2 separate regions of the Zea mays genome follow, and region 2 is linked to region 1. Evidence: chromatin contacts called from public Hi-C data. All regions are on one chromosome and are shown on one strand. The core of a region is the stretch at or near the end of the contact, and the rest is flanking DNA. Distances in the headings are between cores, read along the strand shown.

Region 1 (2,700 bases), core at 105-2,604:
ATTGTTCAATACTGGTACAACATTTACACAAATTCAGAAGAGCATTAAACTTGTTTGTCAAAAGTTTCAGTAAGTGCTTATGTTACCTCTCACTGGTCCGGAACACAGCCCCAGCATTTTCAAGCAAGATCTTGAGAAGCTCAAGAGCAAGGATCTTTCCCCGCATTACTATGGGATCTGCTGGTGCATCCTTGGGTGGTGTCTTCATGGAAAGCTTACACAAAGCCCGGAAAACTAAGAAAGCATCCCTCCGTAACTTGTTCCCAATTCTCACATCAGCATCATCGTCCAAGGTGCCAACCACTGCCCCCTCGACACCAAGCTCATCTTTACGACCCTCAATAGCTGTTTTGTACATGCTGATCTCCCAGTACTTGGCATCAAGCATGTCCTTATCTGTTGAATCAAGCAAATCCGCTGGGTTTGCCCCTTCCTCTGCCGCTGCCGTTGTCTCAAATGCACCATCATGGGCAACGGTGGGTCCTGCCCCTGCTGATGAAGTTGTCCGAGCCAGAGGTGTGAGTGCACCATCGAAGTCACCAATGATCTTCGAAATGAATCCCTGTACAACGTTGGGGTCAGCAGTGGGCGAGGAGCCCGAAATTGCATCAGGTAGCTCAATCACATCAGCCACGACTATGGGTTGTACAGGCACGGTCGAGGAGTCAGCTTCCATTCGGCGGAACACAATCACCAGCATCTGCACAAGCGAAGCCTTGGCAGTGGCTTGATTGACGGCACTACGGCTCCCGAGGTACATATCATAACATGCGCGCACGGCACGTAGAAGGCAATCGCCGTGGAGGCGTACAGACGTAGAGGTGACCGCCGAGAGGAGTGTCTTGAGGAGGAGGAGCTCAATGTGCTCGTCATCAAGGCCAAGCGCATTGCAGGCGGCGTCCAGGAGTGAGGCGACGAGCTGTGCTGAGGGATCAGCAGATGGGTCGGCCTCGCCATGGATGTAGGAGTGTGCGATCAGCCTGTGAAGGAGCTCCAGCGCGGCCTCGGCGAGCTTGGCGCTGCCCGAGCCGAGTGCCGAGATCACAGGGGCGAGGAGCAGCTCCGAGTCCGCGAGCGACAGGCTGCGCAACGGACCAGGCTGTGCGGAAGAGGAGGTCGGCGTCGAGGGGGAGGAGGTCGGCGTGGACGGCGCCTGCGCCTCGGCTGCGGGCGGCGGCGGGGGCTTCTGGAGGCGGTCGAGGATGGACTTGGCGGTGTGCGAGAGCTTGGAGTGCGCCTTGTTGCGCCACGAGGCATTTTTTATGAGCTTCTCGAGGAAGGGGGAGAAGATCTCGACGAGGCGCGGGTCGGACTCCGGCGGGGTTGGCGGCGGCGCCGCAACCGCGGAGGCCATTATTCCGCGGCGGGATCCGGTAGCCGCGGTCGCGCCGCGCCGCGTGGATCTGGATCTGGGCGGGGCGGGGGTTTGAGGTGGTTTGGATCGGGGAGTGGGGCGTCGGTTGTCGTGGATAGAGATGGGAGGGGAGGGGACTCAGGGGAGGGGAGGGGAGGGGAGGGAGAAAGATGGTTGGACGCCGAGCTAGCTGGTGACCTGGTGTACTTCGCATTTGTATATTGCAGTAGGAAAGGATCGGAATCGGGCTTGTTACTCTCCGTATGTATTTTACGCAAATGGGGCCTAGATCAAATGGTGGTCTGGAGTCTGGACATAGGCTAAATTTAGAGTGTAATTTAGAATTTTTTACCTATTGATTAATATTTTTTATGATGATTATATTAAGAGTCTTCATTCTTCAAGTTTAGTTTCGCTATATGGGCCTGGTCCATGTAAGTATCGGGCCTGTGTGGAACCAAAGGCTCGTCAAGCACACTGATCGCAGAGATCCAGCCATGCAAAATTCGCCGTGACAACCTTCTCACCATTCGCACATTACCCTCTCTCTCTCTCGTCTCTCCCCTCTCTTTATTATTACTAGTAGCACGCGAAAAAATTGGTCCCAAATGCAGTGTTAGAAGTAATAAACAATTTGGAGAGACAATCGTCTACGATTTGATCCAAGAATTTCCGTACGTAATAGATAATCTTGTACTTGAAATTTTTGTCTTCCTCCGTGGTTTCCTCTCTTTCTCGGCTCGTTGAGAAAAAAAAGACAGAAGAAATGGGATTCATATCGGGAGTCGTAATGGGGATGATCGTCGGCGTCGCCCTGATCGCAGGCTGGGCACGCGCCATGGCTCGCCGCGCCGCCAAACGCAGCAACAAGGTAGGTGCCGCTACATCATTCCGATTCGATGTATGCGATCATAAAAAGTTTCGATCTTCATCCTTCGGTTATCTGGTCTTGATTTTTCTGCCTTTGGGTGTTGTTAAATACAGATCGGTTGTTAAAAGTGTGCTGTATGCCTTTGATTGAATTTGTGCATTATTGATTGGGATAAATTTCAACATAATGGCATGTTTTGAAACAGGCTGCGGTTATCAGTTCGTTGGGATCTCTCAACCGTGAAGACGTGAAGAAAATATGTGGAGAAAGTCTTCCCCAGTGGATATCATTTCCAGAATACGAACAGGTGAAATGCTACCTGCCTTGGTGTAGATATAATCATGGAACCGTAAAATGTCCCGTGATATCAAGCTATTGACTATCGCATAAGTTATCTGAATTTTTATTGTTGTAATTGCTAGACAAAAACTTCCGCAGAGAGAAAACTTTTTGCAGCCCATATCTATGAACTTCA
Region 2 (2,700 bases), core at 80-2,579, 280 kb before region 1:
ATGGACGGACTTGTTAGAGCGATAATTCAACTGGGAACAAAGCCACATTGTCTCACATGGCAATGCCATGGCCCTTCTATTCTATTTTACTCCACCAGCCAGCCCCACAGGCTCCCCGACAAAAAAAAAATATGGCAACGTCCCCAATCACCATCAATCCATCATCATCATCATCAGAATATGAGTCTCCCATCCTTCTAAGTTCTAAGGATCAGGTGACCGGTGGTTCAGTTCAGACAATATACAAGGAGGACTCAAGCAGACAAGCCACTTGTACATTTTTGTTATATATATACTATATATATGTATATTTTCTCTCCATTCAGAGAGTTGGCCGATCGATCCATCAGGTAGAACAGATGCCCTGCTCTCCGGCTGCCTGCTGGAGGTTGCAGCTCATAATGCAGCTGGATGGATCCATGGATCGATCACCAGGTCCCCTTCAGGCTCGAGAGGCCATGCACCACAACGTGTCCCTGTCGGAGGGGAGCCAAAGGCCCAGAACGAGCGAGATCGACGCCCCCATTGACCGAGCCTTGTTTAATGGATCAATGGGCAGGGAGCTTGATTCGCAGCTAACGATCGACCTGACCACGCATGAGATGGTTCATGACCAATTGGATGGTGGATTGGTGGCATGCAGGAGGGGCCGACTCTGCTGGTGGTTCGCGTGCAGGGGAGATTGTGAGATTCCTCCTCTAACTAACTGCGTCATAACCAGACATTGGTGTACCTACTCCAGTCCAGGCAGCTGTTTGCTTTGGATCGGATCTGTCTCTATAGGGCTCCGTCAGTGTCAGGCAGCCTATCTGCTGCCACGCAACACTTCAGTCCTTTCTCTTCACTGCTATAGTTAGGTGCCTCATCTTTTGTTGTTCATTGCTACTACGAGGCAATATGTAATTTTCTAATCGATCGTCTGACTACAGAAAAATTGTAATTTGATTCTTGTGAGTTGTCATTTGAATTATACTAGTTGGTTGTCTAAAATTTTTACCTGAAAATTCATTCAAGCAGCTGAAATTTATGAGTCCTTTTCCCCCCTCATCATAGAAAGGAAAATAGCATATGCGAGGATTCCGATAAAAAAGCAGACGGAAACGGACACAGTGACAAGCACACACTAGCGGAAGTCCAGCCCAAGCCAACTCGCACGGCCCATACCATGATCTGCCAAAACCGGCCGACTCGCACGTTTGCCAAAACCCCGCGCCGGCCTAGTCGCTTTCAGCCCACGTGCTCAACGAAAGTGAGGTCTGGTCCAGTTGAACGGCCACCTGGGCCGTCAGACTCGCCGCGCGGCGCGGCCCCGACCACATCGCCGATTCCTCGTTTCCTCCGCACCCGCACGCTTCCCACCCGCTGCCCCGCGCCCAGCCGTCGCCGTGATCGCCAGAGCGTTCCTCTGCCGAGCCGTTCGGCCGGTCCACTCCCGCGAAGCTTCCAGTAGAGGCGACCTTCGGATCGAGTCTCGGCCGCCGAGGAGTCGAAGGCCATGGAAGTGTGAGGAGCACTCGCTAGCACCGTCATTTCACTGTCCCGCTCGCACGCTAAGGTTCCGCATCTACCTACCTATCTCTGGGCTCCGATCTGACGGCGTTGTCGCAGGGTGGCGTCGGCGCCGGGGAAGGTGCTCATCGCGGGAGGATACCTCGTGCTGGAGCGCCCCAACGCCGGCCTAGTCCTCAGCACCACCGCCCGCTTCTACGCCGTCGTCCGCCCCCTCCGCGACAGCCTCCCCGCCGACGCTTGGGCCTGGGTGAGCGCTCTTCAACTGCCATCCCTCTAGTCTCAGAAGCTATAGCGTGTTGCTCTTGCTCCTCACCCTGTGTACCCCTGCACCGATGCTAGGCGTGGACGGATGTCAAAGTGACTTCCCCTCAGCTCTCACGGGAGGCCACATACAAGCTGTCCCTAACGAAGTCGACGCTGCAATTGACGTCTGCGAGGCAAGTTGCTCATCGTTTTTAATGGTTGCAAATTTGCAATCTCGTGGCGGTGAAGTGCTCTTGTTTTCTTATACTATCTCTGAAACTCTTGAGTCTGGTGGTAATGTCACTGACAGCGTTACTGTTGCATCTCAGGGAATCTACAAACCCTTTTGTGGAGCAGGCCATACAATTCTCGGTAGCAGCTGCTAAAGCGACCATTATTGATAAGGAGAGGAAGGATGTAGTAGATAAGTTGCTGCTGCAAGGTTGTGAAGCTTCTCTTAGTTATTTTTGCTGCTCTTAATCACCCCATCGGGTTACTTGCTTGATGTATACTACTCGAGCATATCATTTTTTGGGGTAATATGTCTCAACTTCTTGTTGCAGGTCTGAACATTACAATTCTTGGATGCAATGATTTCTATTCTTATAGAAAGCAGGTGAACCTTCTTAATTGTACAAGCATACTCAGATGTATATCTTAGCTTCTTGCAAAAAATGAACTAGTCAATCTTGAATATGTTTTCTAATATCTACACATTATATTAAAAGAAGGACATGCTCGGTATAGTTGTGAGAGCTGTCTCACTAAGTCACTAGGTCGTTGGTTCGAAGGAGTCTCTCCGCATTTGCGGGGTAAGGCTTGCGTCGGTTATCCCTTTTCCAGACTCCACTCATGCGGGAGTCTTGGGCACTGGGTCTGTCTCTCTTTTTTTACAAATTCTACTAAAACAATAAAACACTTACCAGAGTTTAATTTAAAACTTAA

The links. Hi-C and Micro-C count contacts between places; a contact is called where the count stands out from the background.
Region 2: a contact with region 1 is called in a Hi-C map of endosperm, with 2.3 times the contacts expected there. The contact joins the promoter of LOC101060998 here to the promoter of LOC100857099 in region 1. A contact is called at or near these places in 8 of 25 Hi-C or Micro-C datasets (ear, endosperm, leaf and 1 more).

What each region holds. Positions count from the first base shown.
Region 1 is chr1:34,595,265-34,597,964 of Zm-B73-REFERENCE-NAM-5.0, reverse strand. It overlaps LOC100857099 (guanine-nucleotide-exchange protein), which reads right to left and starts at 1,354. Exons shown (of 11, transcript NM_001254773.1): 1 at 87-1,354. The coding sequence starts at 1,354. It overlaps LOC103633613 (synaptotagmin-5), which reads left to right and starts at 1,827. Exons shown (of 11, transcript XM_008655335.4): 1 at 1,827-2,225; 2 at 2,431-2,532. The coding sequence starts at 2,121.
Region 2 is chr1:34,877,361-34,880,060 of Zm-B73-REFERENCE-NAM-5.0, reverse strand. LOC101060998 (phosphomevalonate kinase) reads left to right here and starts at 1,329. Exons shown (of 10, transcript NM_001368240.1): 1 at 1,329-1,503; 2 at 1,609-1,759; 3 at 1,852-1,949; 4 at 2,085-2,197; 5 at 2,319-2,371. The coding sequence starts at 1,496.